Regions from separate parts of the Sus scrofa genome. Here region 1 is linked to region 2. The links are chromatin contacts, called in public Hi-C maps. All regions are on one chromosome and are shown on one strand. The core of a region is the stretch at or near the end of the contact, and the rest is flanking DNA. Distances in the headings are between cores, read along the strand shown. Region 1 holds the start of ZNF524 (zinc finger protein 524). Region 2 holds the start of HSPBP1 (hsp70-binding protein 1).

Region 1 (6,905 bases), core at 3,785-6,284, 260 kb before region 2:
CCTCGACTCAGCCCCTTTAAGTTTTCCCCTTCCCCTCCTCCAATCCGTTACGCTCTAGAATTCCGCCTCTCCCTCCTAAGCCCCGCCTCTCAGGGCTTAGCCACGCCCCTCTTCTTAAGCCCCGCCCCCTCCGCTGTAGCATTTATGCTCCCGCTCTCAATGTTCATGCTAGGATAATTCTGCCTGGCGCTTCCAAAGCGGTGCCTGAGGTCAGTGGGTCTTAAAGTATGGTCGGCATCACCAGGAAATGTTAGAAATTAATGTAAATGCTCAGGCTCCTGCCCCAGACTTACACAATCAGAGACCCTGGGGCGTAGGGCCTAGGGACCTGTTTTAAAATACCCTTCAGGTGGAGTTCCCCTTGGTGGCTCAGTGGAAACGAAATCTTATTAGTATCCATGAGGACTCAAGTTCCATCCCAGGCCTCGCTCAGTGGGTTAAGGATCTGGAGTTGCCCTGAGCTGTGGTGTAGGTTGCAGTTGCAGCTCAGATCTGGCGTGGAGGTGGCTGTGGCTACAGCTCCGATTCAACCCCTAGCCTGGAAACCTCCATATACCGCAAGTGCGGCCCTAAAAAGACATAAAAATAAAATAAAATACCCTTCAGGTGATTCTGATGGACTGAAGTTTCCAAAGATATCTTTACCACACTTTGCACGGCCCCCTTCATATACCATCTGCAAGCCTCGCTCCTAACTCAGCCTCACCTCAAGCAGCTAAGCCTGATTCTATTCAGCCCTTTTTTTTTTTTTTTTTGGCCCGCACCCTGTGGCACATGGAAGTTCTGGGGACGAGATTGAATCCGAGCCACAGCTGTGTACCGACTGCCATAGCCATGGCAAAACTGGCTCCTTAACCCATCGGACCACAGCGGGAACTCAAATTCAGCCCTTCCTTCCAAGCTCCTCCTCTGTCAGGGACCTTCCATCTCTTAGGTCCTCGCTTCTCTCCCCTTGGCGTGCATAGCAGTCATACCCACTGCCCAGTATCCTTACAGTGAGGTCCCGCCTCTCCCAACACCTTGCTCTCCTGCAGTTTCCCCTTGAAGCTTCTCCCCTCAGAGAAACCCAACCCCTTCCCTCTAAATGGTCTCAATTTCTGAAGGGCAAGGCTTACACCTCTTCAAGCCCCTCTCGTTTCTCGGCCCCTTTTCCTAAGCCTAGCCCAGTTTTTACCCAACTGCCCAACAAGCCCCGCCCCCGCTGCCCCGCCCCTCCAGCTCGCCCCTCCTCTACCCGAGCCCTACCAAAGTTGTCAGCCCTGCAGGCCACTCTCAGGTCAGTATTTCCCTGCAAAAAAGCGCCAGGACAAAGAGAAGGGCCAATGTGATGGCTACAGAATTCCCGGGAATCTGGCTGAAACAGGGGAGGAGAACCTAGAGTCACGTTTGCACAGAAGGTTCAATGTTCTACTTAAAGAGTGGATATTTGGGGGCGGGGGTGCTTTGGGGTCTGCTGGAGATGGGAGGGGGGCAAAGGCTTCCCCCAAGCCGGTCTTCAGCGCCGAGCTAATGAGGTACACGACATAGGGTCCTCCCATGGAGTGGTGTAACTGGCAGGAGGACATCTGGAGGGAGGAGAAGCGGGGGGGCGGCCCTGGGACCATCACGGAACACACGCAGGAAGCCAATAGGCAGAGATTTATTTCCGCAGCCCCCGCCTCCAAAGGCCTGTCAGTCCGGGGGAGGGTGGCAGAAGGCAGCAGGATCCAGAAGTTGAGGTCCGCACCCCCAACCCCCTCCCACAACGGGAAGACCACCAGATGTGAGGGTGTCCGGGCCTCCCTGCTCAGGCCCAGCACCAGCCCGACTCCCAGCTCTAATCTCAGCCTGGGGAGCAGTGGCCGGAGGCCTGGGGCAGGCCAGCTCTTTCCCCTCCAGCCCCCCCTCCTCCGCCTCTGCCGTGGCTGGGATGCCGTCGTCATCCCACAGTGGTTCAGGCTCTGGGTCCGGAAGACACAGGGGTACCTCCATGGCCTCGGGGTGCTTGCGTTTGATATGGCGCCGCAGCGTGTTGACCTCCATGAAACGCAGCCGGCAGATGGGGCACTGGTAGGGGCGCTCCCCAGAGTGGACGCGGTGGTGGTGGGCCAGCTCGCCTGCCTCCCGGAAGCGGCGTGGGCAGAGCGGGCAGCGGAAGGGCCGAAGGCCGGCATGGATGTTGCAGTGCCGCCGCAGATGGCTGGACCGCTTGAAGGTCTTGCCGCAATCCTTGCACTCGTGCGGCTTCAGCTCTGAGTGCGAGATGCTGTGGCGCTCCAGGTCGGAGAGGTAGGGGAAGGCCCGAAGGCACACCAGGCAGAAGTGCGGGGCTTTCTTAGGGCTGGAGCTCTCAGGCCCACTCGCCACGGACCCTTCAGAGACTGTGTAGGGTACACCCTGATCATCGATCAACAGGAGGTCACTGCCACCATCGCTGACCACCGGGGCGGTGACCCCCTGCGCCACTGGGGGCTCCTGCCCTGACTTGGGGGGGCGGCCCCGCTTGCGAGGGAGGGTGGTCTTGAGGGTCTGATTGGAGGAGGTGGCCCCCGCAGGACGTTGGCCTCGGCGGCCCTGGGGAACAGGAGGAGGTAAGGCCAGAGGTTTCTCTTCCTCCCTGGGGAAAGGCGAAGGCCACGCGTCTGGGCTGGAGGTGTCCATTGAGCAGCAGGGGGCTTGGCTCTGGAAATTGGAGCCGGGCTAAAAGGAGAGAGGGGGCAGCCATCAGTGCAGGGAGGATGTGGAGCACCCCCTGCCCCCCATCACCTCCCCATCTGGGATGAGTTTCTTGACCTGGGCATGGCTGACAATCACTTGGACACACAATTAAAGCCACGCTAGTGGGTCAACAGCAGTCAACAGCAACAGGCACTGCCCTGAGTCCCACAGGCATCGTGTGGACCTCCTAAGCCCTCCCCTGGACCTAAACATTCAGGGTCAACTTGAGCCAAAAGAAAGAAAATCTTTCAAGGGAGGATAGAGTCCAACGGGGGGAACGGGCCAGTATTTCAGTCCTCAAAACAGAGCCCATCAAACCAAAAAGCCCCAGAGGCCTCAGAACTGTTTTTGCCTCTCCTGCTGACTGATGGAAGTGGGACGGGGTTGAAGACTGGAAAAAGGAAAGGGAGTGGCCCCAGGTGGTATCTGCCCCCCAGCTGTGGACGAGGACATCTATCAGACCTCCAGAGGTTCTAGGTTCAATTCCTGAGTCTGTTGCTTCCTCTCCGTGTAGCCTTGGGCAAGGTGCTCCCCTCTTTGGGCCTTAGGTCGGCCTTTTGGAAAATGGTATTTCCACCCACTCACACAGACTTGCCCTAAAGATAACAACATAAAGTGCTGTGTATACAGAAGTGCTTAGGAAACGTTAGCACTTATCATCGGGGTGGGTAGCTAAGCCTCACACCAAACGTCTGAATTACGAGTAGACCACCGCGACTTTGCAAACTGGAAAACCAAGGCACAGGAAGGCCAAGTCAATTGCCCAAGCTCCCTCTGCCGGGAAGGGGCAGGGCCACGACGTGAACCAGATCTGATGGACCCCAAAGGCCTGGCGAGTGAGAAGAAATGGATCCAAGAGACGTGGGGTTCCTTAGTTGGGCATGTGACTCCAGCGCTGCCATTAACTAACAAGTGGCTTTACTTCTCCGAGCCAGTTCCCACCTCTGTAAAATGGATATGGTAGGGGTGTCAGAGGGCATATAGTAAACACCAAATAAACTACCACCATCAACACCACTGTCAGCAGCAGAGCCTCGGACCCTGGGACCGGGGTGAAGTAAAGGGGAGGGGAGGACAGCACAGGTGCAGTTAGGATTAGGGGCTGCAGGTACCACTGCACCCCATTAGAAAAGGCACTGACTGAGGTCCAGAGAAGGGCAACCACCTTTCCGTGAGGGCTTGGACTAGAACCCAGGACTCTGGAACGATGCCCCCGACCCTCTCCCGACTCCACCCGGGTGCAGGCGCACGCCCGTCCGATCCGACCGCGCGGGGCGGGCCCTGCGGGGTTGGCGGCCAATGAGCGGCGTCAGGCCGCAGACGGCGAGGGCCTCCAGAAGGGGGTCTGCGCGCGCGCACCCAGGCGGGCCGGCTCCGCGGGGCGCTGGGTCGGCGCGCGCGCGCGCCTCAGAGGGCGCGTGAGCAGGAGCAGGTTGGGGGGCGATCCAGGAGCGCGCGGCCGCGGGCCTCCCCTCCCTCCGCTCCCCTCCCCCAGCCCGGACCCCCGCCTCTCGGGTACCTCATTTGCATGTCGCCTGGGCTCGCGAGTGGGGGCGCGGGGGCGCGGGGCCGGCGCGTGGGAAGGGGCGGGGGCGAGGGGGCCCTGCTCCTCCGCGGCGCGCGCGCGCGCGGGACTGCCCCGCCCCTCGGAGCGGACGCCGAGCGGCCCCTCCCTCCCTCCTCCTCGCCGGGCCCGCGCCCGCCGGGAACAAAGGGGACGTGCTGGGTCCTAAGGGCCGGTCGAGTCGCCGCCGGCAAGCCGCGTCTGCGCACCCGTCGCCCTCGCTGGCCCCGAGCGGGAAATTATTCCACCAACACATCCCAAACACAGAGAAATATCTTTCCCCCCACAAAACACCAAACCGGGTGACCCAAAGAAAGGTACCGAAAGGACGAGGAGCGGGGAAATGGCCGCTCGCTCCCGTAATTAACATGGCGCCCTATGGGCTTCAAAGCACAAGATGGAGCCTGCGCTTTCCTCCTATCTCTGTCGCAGTCGGCGAACTTCTATTTCTCTCTTCTCCTGAGGCAACGCTACATCATACCTAGGAAGAGCCTGAGGTTGCTAAGAGGGAATCAAATCTGCCCTCATCTATGTTAACACCTGCTAGCGTCGACACCGCGGGGAGGAGGCCACCCGCGCTGAGCTTGTTGCCCTTACTCTGTATGGCGCTGGGAAGAGCCTAAGCCCCGCCCCCTCGCCATGCCCTCACCCAAGATGGCGCCACCCTGGCTTCTCTAACCTCCAGTGGCTGGGAAAGGGACGGGAAAAAGGGAGAAGGGAGGGCGGTGGGGAGGAGGGAAACCAAGAAGGCGGGAGAAAGGGGGAGTGCGGGGGAGAAGCGAGCCCAGGCGGAAGTCGAGGGGCCCCCCGGGTGGAAGTGACGCTGCCCCCGCTGCCCAAAATGTCGGCGCCCAGAGGGAGGTGTAAGTAATTAAAGAGGAAAGCCGACGGACTTTCCCGGCCTCCCGGGGCCGCCTCAGGGCTCCAGAACCCCTGCTCCGAACGAGCGAGGTGGACTCGCCCGCCTGCGGGTCTAGCTTGACCTGCCCCCGCCCCGGGTGCCCGGGGCTGCACCTTTTAGGGACAGGGGGGAGGGGCACAAAAGGTTGGCTCTCGGGACCTGGGTCCTCGAGCGGACTGGGGGGGGGGGCAATCCCAAGGGCGACTGGGTGGGGAGGAGGCGGGGCTTAGTGGTGACTGGGGCGGAGCAACGACTGGGAGGAGCCTTGGCGGGCGTGGTTTAGTGTGGGAGTGGGCGGGGCTATGGTGTAAGTGGGAGGAGCGTAGGCAAAGGGGTGCGGTTTGACAAAGGGGCGTGGCTCAGCAATAATAGGAGGAGGTCGAAGAGCCGTAGTCTGGGCTGAGCTGGGTAATGGGTTTCAGTGTGGATGTGGGAAGAGCTTATAGAGAAGGGGCGGAATTTGTTTAGGCAAGTTTTTTTCAGCAAGTGGTGGGCATAGTAAAGGAGTTGGGGTTTAAGAGTGTGATTCAGGGCTTGTTAGCGGAAATAGCACGTCTTTATAATGCAGGTAAAAAGTCTTCGGATGGGGAGGGTCTCTGAAAGGACTGAGAAGGCAAGAGAGGTAGATTGGAGGGAGGGTCTTGGAAAGGATGGGGCCTGCTTCAAGGCTGAGTTTAAAGGACAAATTGAAAGGGGTCTAGGAGGATCTTGGTGGGGAAGAGATGGCGGGACTTCAAGAGGACCTTGGAGGAACTTAGCAGACACTAGTAATGTAAACAGCTTACCTGTTGAGTCTGTTGTGCGCAGGCCTAAGTGAGCACGCAGCACGCTTGGCCACAATTTTGCTTAGATCTCATTACCACTCGAAGAGGTAGGTCCTCCTCTTATCCCTATTTCGCAGATAAAGGAATCTGTTGGGTTTATTCAAGTTTCCAGGACTAGTTATCTTCGCCCTGGAAGGCTGACTCTAGTGCGCTTAGCTCCAAATCTTGGTGCTTTCCTTGGCTAAGAATGGGAGTCTTCGTCTGAAGGTGACTCTCATCTTCAAAGAAGAGTGGGAGTGGCTCTCGGAGGGGAAGGGGCTTCCCGAAAACGGGGGGACTTTGGAAGAAGTAGGCGGGACCCGAACATGAGTGGGTGGGGCTTAGAGCGGAGCGGGAGTCCCATCTCAAAGGGGGGAGAGGCTTAACACTCCGTGGCTTAGAAGGGATTAGAAAGATTGGCAGCGGAGTGGGGGAAGGGTTTGCAGGAGAGTGGGAGGGGCTTAAAGAAGAGTGGGTGTGGTTAGAGTGGGTGGGCGGGGCTCCCGGGTACTGGTGGCAGGTGTGTGAGTCCAAGGAGCCTGATTGTGGAGGCTGATGGGGAGGTGACTCCCTCACCCCCCTCCATGTCTCCCTGCTTCAGAGAGAGCCCCCACCCGCCACTGCCCTCGCGCCACACCACCATGGATGACGCCCCGCTGCCAGCGCCCCAGGTCCCCGCCCCGGCCCCGGCCCCGGCTCCGCCCGCTGCTGCTCCCCGCGTCCCGTTTCACTGCAGTGAGTGTGGCAAGAGCTTCCGCTACCGCTCCGACCTGCGGCGCCACTTCGCCCGGCACACTGCGCTCAAACCCCACGCGTGTCCGCGCTGCGGCAAGGGCTTCAAGCACAGCTTCAACCTGGCCAACCACCTGCGCTCGCACACCGGCGAGCGGCCTTACCGCTGCTCCGCCTGCCCCAAGGGGTTCCGAGACTCCACGGGCCT
Region 2 (6,840 bases), core at 4,300-6,799:
ATTTCCACAAAACACAGTTCTCTTCCTGCTCCCCGATTGTCCATCCACCTACCTGCCTCCCCTCCCTCCACAGCCACCCTTGAGTCTCACCCTGAGGCTCCATCCTCCTGCTGTGCCCGTTTTTAAGTCCATCTCTTCACATATTCTTGCCTGAGTCTCCAGAGTTCTGTGTTCTCCAGTCTGCCTCCTTCAAACAAACCTCTCTCTCTCTCTCTCTCAAGCCATCACTTCCTTGATCTCTCTGCCCTTTCATCTTCCAGAGACACCATGTCTCCCAAGGAATATAATCTTATGATTGCCCTTCTCCCAGACCATCCTCCTCCACTTCCTCTCAAACCCCGGCCTCTCCATCCCCTTCTTTGCTCGTTTCATAACAGTTGCAGCTGGGAACATGCAAACCCTGAGTGTGCCCCCTCCCCAAGGGAAAGCCCCAAAGCCACAGACCCAGGAGTTCAGATGCCCAGCCCCTCCGCCCTCAGACCCCCAAAGGCAGGCCTGCAACCCCTTCCTTCCCCACAACTCAGGAATCAGGTCAACAACACCTTCACACTTTTGGCACTAGGATATGGGGTCTGACCCTTTCCCGGGCCTGGCCCTCAGCTTCATAGAGACCAGAGGCTCAATCCTGAACTTCCTGACCAGGACACAGGTGTTCAGCTCCCTCTTACACCCACCTCCCACCGGGCAGGAGAGAGGTCAGAGCGAAAAGACCCCCGCCTGCACGTCCACAGCCACCGCCAAGGGATCTGCCTCCTGAATTCACCTTTCTACCTCTCCAGTCCTGGTGCCCACCCTGAGCCAGGATGCTGCAGAGGGGTCAGAATGCTATAGCCCATGACCCCAGCCTTACTTCCCCTGTCCCCCTCCCCAGGACAGAGGCCCTCCTCGGCCAGAGGTCCGTGCAGAGGGAAGAAGCTTCCCGCGGCGCACCCTCATCTCGCACCTCACCCCAGCCTGCGGCTGTACTGCAGCAAGGACCTCAGCTCCTGGCCTGGATCCTGGCTGCAGGCCCGCCTCCCTTTCCCACTGTGGTCCCAGAACCCCCCCACACACACCTTTGGGCCCTAGCACCTTCCCCCAGGAGCTCTGATCCCCGGGCCTCCTCCTCCCCAGGACCCCAGAGTCTGAGCCCTCACCCACCTCCATCGTGGGGACCAGGCAGTCTAGATCCCGAGTCCCTTCTCTCAGGGGTCTGGGTAGCCAGCCTTTGCCGTTTGAATCCCCAGGAGTCCCGCCCTCTGCCCCTCATCTCCCCTCGCCCCCGGCCCCCGGTGTCGCCTCCCCTGGCTCACCTGTCTGCCCTTTGCCCAGCGTCTTCTCCAGCCGATAGGGGCCCACATATTGGGCGTGCTGGGGTGGGTGTGGGTGTGGGTGCGGGAGGTGGTAGGCGGGGGAGCCCCCGCCCCCCTCCTTGCCCCCAGACGACATGATGCCCTTGGTACCGGCCCGACCGGCCCCCCGGCCGCCCCCCCTGCGGCCGGTAGCCCCGTCCCTCCGGTGGGGGCCGGCGACCGCTCCGTCCCGGCCCCCCCGGCTGCCCCCCACCTCTCCGGGGGTCCCCAGGGGGCTGGGCCGGGCCCCCCCAGTCGGCGGGCCGCGAAGCTGGGGGAGGGGGGGCTGGCCCGGGGGGGTCAGGCCCCGGGAGTCAGCATGGCCCGGGGGGGGCTGCGCGGCCCCCCCTCCCCAGGCCTTCTCTGGCCGGCCCCTCTCTTCCTGCGCCTCCCCCCGCCGGGGGGGTCTGAGGTGCGGGCCGGCGGATGCTGCAGGCCGAGGTCCCCCCGCCCCCCCACGCGCCCTCTCTCCTCCGCCTCCTCCTCCTCTCCGCCTCCCCCCGCCACCTCGTCCTTTCTCTCCGGCACGCTGACATCACCATCCGGGGACTCCGGGCCCTTCCCCAAAGTTAACCCTTTCGGAGGGGGGAGGGGGGAGCGGGGCAGGGGGCGGGCCTGGGAGCTGGAGGGATGGCGAGGAGGTGGGAGGATGCTGGGAGGGATGGAAGGATGCAGGAGACAGGATGGAGGGAGAGCGATGCGGCGCAGCGAGGCAGGGGCAGAGCTGGAGCTACACAAAGGGAAATGAAATCCATCCGAGTCGAGTTGGGAAAAGAGACGGACCGCGGCGGGGTGGGGGGTGGGGGGAAATGGAGCCCAGCAGAAACAGGGCTGGGGCGAAAGAGGGAGATTGGGGCACACGTCCAGGTGGGCAGAGACAGGAGAGAAAGAAGGAAAGGAGAGCAGGGGGACAGAGAGACAGGGAGGTGGAGAAACCCAGAGACAGAGATGGAGACGGAGGCAAGAGAGCTGGAGAGACAGGGTGTTGCGGGAGAAAGGAGGCAGGGAGCCATGGAGAGACAGATGGGAAGAGACGAACCCAGAAAACAGAGCCAGAGACGGGGAGAGACCTTAAGGAAAGGAGGGGACAGCCGAGAGAGACAGAGCAGTGGGGGAGAGAAATGGAGAAAAAGAGAGGGATGGGGCAGAGAGGGGCAAGATGTCACAGGCGAGGCACAGCGGGGGAGAGGGCAGGGAAAGGATGCGGGGTCAGAGAGCAGGAGGAAAACCACCTGAGGGAGCATTGGAAAGGGGCACGGGGCTGGGGGCGGCAGAGAACAAAACAGAGCCAGGTAGAAGGAGAGCTGGAGACAGACAAAGAGAGACAAAGAGGAACAGAGGCGGGGACCGCAAAAGATGGGGGGTACACAGAGGTGAAGGGCTAGAAGCTGGGGGGAGATGGCACAGATTGGAGGGCAGAGGATGGGGGAGGCAGAGGGAAAGAACTGGGGGCTTTGCTGATCCAAGACTCATCTCTGTCTCTCCAGACCCCCAAGCTGCCCACCCAGGCCCCCTTTCCCCACAAGCATCAGGGTCCCCTAGCCACCCACAGGCCAGGGTGCATGTTTTTAGATCATCTTGGATCCACATGTCCATTTAGGATCCTCCATCCTCCTACAGAGAAACTTCCAGAAGCCCTTGAGGCCCCTGTGTATTTTTTTTTTCAGGTCCCTGTCTCTTCCTTGTGCCCAACACAGCCTCCCCCAGATCTTCACACGGGCTGCAATATACTGTCTGCTCCACTGCCCATCCATGGACCTGTGCACAGCCAGACTTCCACATAATTTGGCTCTGTCAGGCACCCGTGTCATGCCCAAATCGCCTATAGAGCGTACCCGTGAGCCTTAAGTCCGCTGGTCAAGCACGTTCATTCCGTGAATCTACCATGAGTGCCAAATCTGAGCCACGTGCTCTTCCAAGTGGTGAGGGTAGAGCAGTGAGCCAAGTCAACCAAGATCCCTGTCCTGGGGAGCTCCCCCTGCAAAGGATGAGGCAGGTGAGAAATGATCAAAACACAAGATATGTTACAGAGTCGCCATGGGGGATGCAGAGGCGACGAGGGCAGGGAAGGGGGACGGGGAGTGTAAGTTGAGCAGGATGTGACTTTGCACATAGTGCCGAGAAGCCTCCGCCACGAAGGGACATTGAGGGAAGAGGCGCCTCAGAGGCAGGTGGATAAAGTGTCAGGAGCCTTCCAGGCAGAGGAAACAGCTGTGCAAAGGCCCTGTGGCAGGTGTGTGCCTGGTGTGTTATCGGAAAGTGGAAGGGCCAGGGTGGTCGGAAGGCGATGAGATGAGGAGGCAGATCACATAGGGCCTTAGAAGCAGCGTGACCCTCTGGTCTGGTTTATGGCTGGTATTCTGGAATTATTATTATTATTATTTTTTTTTGCCTTTTTCTAGGGCCGCACCTGCGGCATATGGAGGTTCCCAGGCTAGGGGTCGAATTAGAGCTGTAGTTGCCGGCCTACACCAGAGCCACAGCAATGCATGATCCAAGCCACGTCTGCGACCTACACCACAGTTCACGGCAACAACGCCAGATCCTTAACCCATTGAGCGAAGCCAGGTATCGAACCCTCAACCTCATGGTTCCTAGTCGGATTCGTTAGCCACTGAGCCACGATGGGAACTCCTATTCTGGAATAATTAATAGGATTCGTTGTCACTCTGTGTGTCCTGCTATGGATGGAAAGTTATACTATCACCCTTCTTACAGGTCATTGGAAAGGCTATCGCTTTTGTAGGGTAACTCTGAGGTGTTCTCATCTAGGCTACCATTCTATCACAGGTATAAAAATGTCATGTCATATACAATGACATGTTATATGTACATACATATTATATGGTATGATGTATAATAATATATGTAAATAGTATTGTAGATAGAGGGACTTGTACGTCAGTGTACATAGTATATATATATAGTAGGCTGGATACTGGGCCCCCAAAGATGTCCACATCCTAATTTCTAGAACATGCAAATATGTTGCCTTACATATTCATAGCAAAAGGGACGTGGCAGGTGTGACTGAGTTGAAAGTCTTAGATGGGAGAGCATCCTGGTTCCTTGGGTGGGTCCTACATGTCATCCCAAGAGTTCTTATCATGGGGAGGCAGGAGGATCAGAGGCAGAGGAGGAGATGGGACAGGGAAAGAAACAAGCTGAAATGCTGCGACCACAATCCAAGGAATGTGGGCAGCCTCTAAAAGCTGGAAAAAGCAAGGAAACAGAGGGTCCCTGGAGCCCCCAGGAGGAACACAATCCCCCTGATACCTTGGTTTTTAACTCAGTGAGACTCATTTGGGGCTTCTGACCTCCAGAACTGTAAGCTAATAAATCTGCGTTGTTGTAAGCCACCAAGTTTTTGGTAATTTGTTAAGAGCAACAATAGGAAAGGGATACAATAAAGTACACAGGGGCCTAGACCCACGTCAGATAGCTAGGCTTCTCAGTGCTACAAACCACAACAAACAACACACACACACAGCTTGTACACTGGTCTTTCCATCTCTGTCCAAAAGAGCACCTGGCATGTTGCAGACCTAGCCAAGGGCTCAATATACCTGTGACCGTAGGTCACAAGATAAGTACAGCCTTTCCTCGAGGGGAAGGGTCTCTTACGGAAGACCACAACTAGGATTCGCTTAAGATCACCCCAAAGGAAACACCTCCAAAGGCCAGGCACATTCCCAGACCTGAGCCCCAAATCTGGTGCAGGGAGGCCTCAAGCGGCCTAAACCACCTTGCGTGGGCATTTACTTCAGGCTTCAACGATCCCCTCCTCTGCACCTGGGCAGGACCCAGAGAAGATTCCACCAGGCAGATGTTGGGTAATAAGCACCGGCACAGGTAGTGCTGCAGTGTGGAGAATGCCTCCTTTGACGAATGGGGAAACTGAGGCCAGGAGACGGGTGGGGTTGGGTGCCTGGGTCAGGTTATTAGTGGTGCGACCCCAGGGCTCCAGTAAAAGACGTGGTGGGGTCCTAGATGGAAGAGAAAAGCCCTTGCTGATGCGGGGCACGCTCAGCGAGAATGGGGCGGGGCCAAGAAGTGGGCGGGGCTTGACGGGGGAACGGCCGGCAAACCGGCACGGGGGCGGGGCTCACCTGGGAGAGGCCGAAAGGCCTGGAACAGGGGCGGAGCCTGAAGCGGGCGGAGAGGGACCAGTTTAGAACTCGGGCTGGGTGTGGACGCGTTTGGGCCTAGGCAGAGCCAGGCCGGGGGGCGGGGCCTACACTAGGGCAGGGGCTTGCAATGAGCATGGGGAGGTGGGGCTCGCTAAGGGCGGGATCCGGGCCGGGGGCGGGCCTTAGGCCAGAGCGGGAGCACGAGGGGCGCGGCCTAGGTGAGGGGCTGGGCGGAGCGCAGTATCCCGCCAGTTAGGAAGGACTTCGGAGCTGGGCGAGGCCTCCTCACGCCTAGTTAAGGCCCTAAGTGGGGTGTCTGCGCCGGGAACTTCCGGGCGAGATTTGCGTATTTCCTGTCAATATGGCGGCGCCCATTGTAGTCAGGTGCGGGCGACTCTGTCTTTAGTAGCGGCGGCGACACGAGGCCCGGGGAGGTGAGGTCCGCCCCGCTCTGGCTCCCCTCTTTCGGAGAAGAGGGAGGAGACTTGTTGCCAAGAAAACCAAAGGGAGGCCTGGTTGCTATGAGGGCTGGGCAGTGGGGTTGCTAAGAGACGGGAACGCCTGCGGTGAAGATGGGGGAGGGGGTTGCTAGAGAGAGTGGGTGGGGCCTGTTGCTAGGGACGAAGGAGGGGCTTGTGACTTTGGGGAAGGGTCTCGCCGGTGTGAAGGAAGGAATGGGGGCTGTGGTTAAAGGGCATGTGGACAGAGTGGTTTGGGGTCGCGGAGGGCCGCCGAGCTCCCCTAAAACGCCACCTTCTCAGCAGACCTCCAGGAGTCGACCGGTCAGGAAGCCCGCGCTACCTCAGCGGTGACCATCCCCTACCCCAGCACATTCGTCCCTTCTTCGCAAACAGCCCATGGCGGACCAAGGCTCTGGGGGCAGCCGCCTTCCCCTGGCGCTGCCCCCAGCCTCTCAGGGTTGCTCGTCAGGGGGCAGCGGCTCCTCTGCTGGGGGCTCGGGCAACCCCCCACCCCCGCGAAACCTCCAAGGTCTGCTGCAGATGGCCATCACGGCGGGCTCTGAAGAGCCAGACCCACCTCCAGAACCCATGAGTGAGGAGGTAAAGGGGGGGGACCCAAGAAGCCGGGGTGAGGGGTGTGCGGACCGAGATATCTTGGGGAGGGAGTCCCGAGAGGGTCGGGAGGCCAGGTGTGAAGGCAGAGTAGCCTCCTTGTGCTTGATGGGGTTATTGTAGACTGAAGGTCTGATCCCTGGATCCCTGCACTGTGCAGGGAGGCAGAGTAGCCTCGTGGTAAAAAGAAGAGGCAAGGGTTCCGCAGACAGACCTGGATTCAGCATTTTATGGCTGTGTGACCTTGGGTATGTCCCTTCATCTTTCTGAGCCCCAAGTTCTTTATTTGCAAGTTGATGCTGACAG

What was found. A called contact is a pair of places that touch in the nucleus more often than the background predicts.
Region 1: a Hi-C map of liver shows a contact between it and region 2, with 4 times the contacts expected there. The contact joins the promoter of ZNF524 here to the promoter of HSPBP1 in region 2. A contact is called at or near these places in 1 of 47 Hi-C or Micro-C datasets (liver) and 1 of 2 datasets of contacts at active chromatin or transcription factors (alveolar macrophages).

Annotation. Positions count from the first base shown.
Region 1 is chr6:59,718,885-59,725,789 of Sscrofa11.1, reverse strand. ZNF524 (zinc finger protein 524) reads right to left here and starts at 5,034. Exons shown (of 2, transcript XM_021095048.1): 1 at 4,911-5,034; 2 at 1,624-2,679. The coding sequence starts at 2,640. The coding sequence ends at 1,672. It overlaps FIZ1 (flt3-interacting zinc finger protein 1), which reads left to right and starts at 4,979. Exons shown (of 3, transcript XM_021095044.1): 1 at 4,979-5,124; 2 at 6,567-6,905. The coding sequence starts at 6,607.
Region 2 is chr6:59,463,242-59,470,081 of Sscrofa11.1, reverse strand. It overlaps HSPBP1 (hsp70-binding protein 1), which reads left to right and starts at 5,549. Exons shown (of 8, transcript XM_003127468.5): 1 at 5,549-5,895; 2 at 6,226-6,522. The coding sequence starts at 6,319. It overlaps BRSK1 (serine/threonine-protein kinase BRSK1), which reads right to left and starts at 1,793. Exons shown (of 19, transcript XM_021094996.1): 1 at 1,293-1,793. The coding sequence starts at 1,428.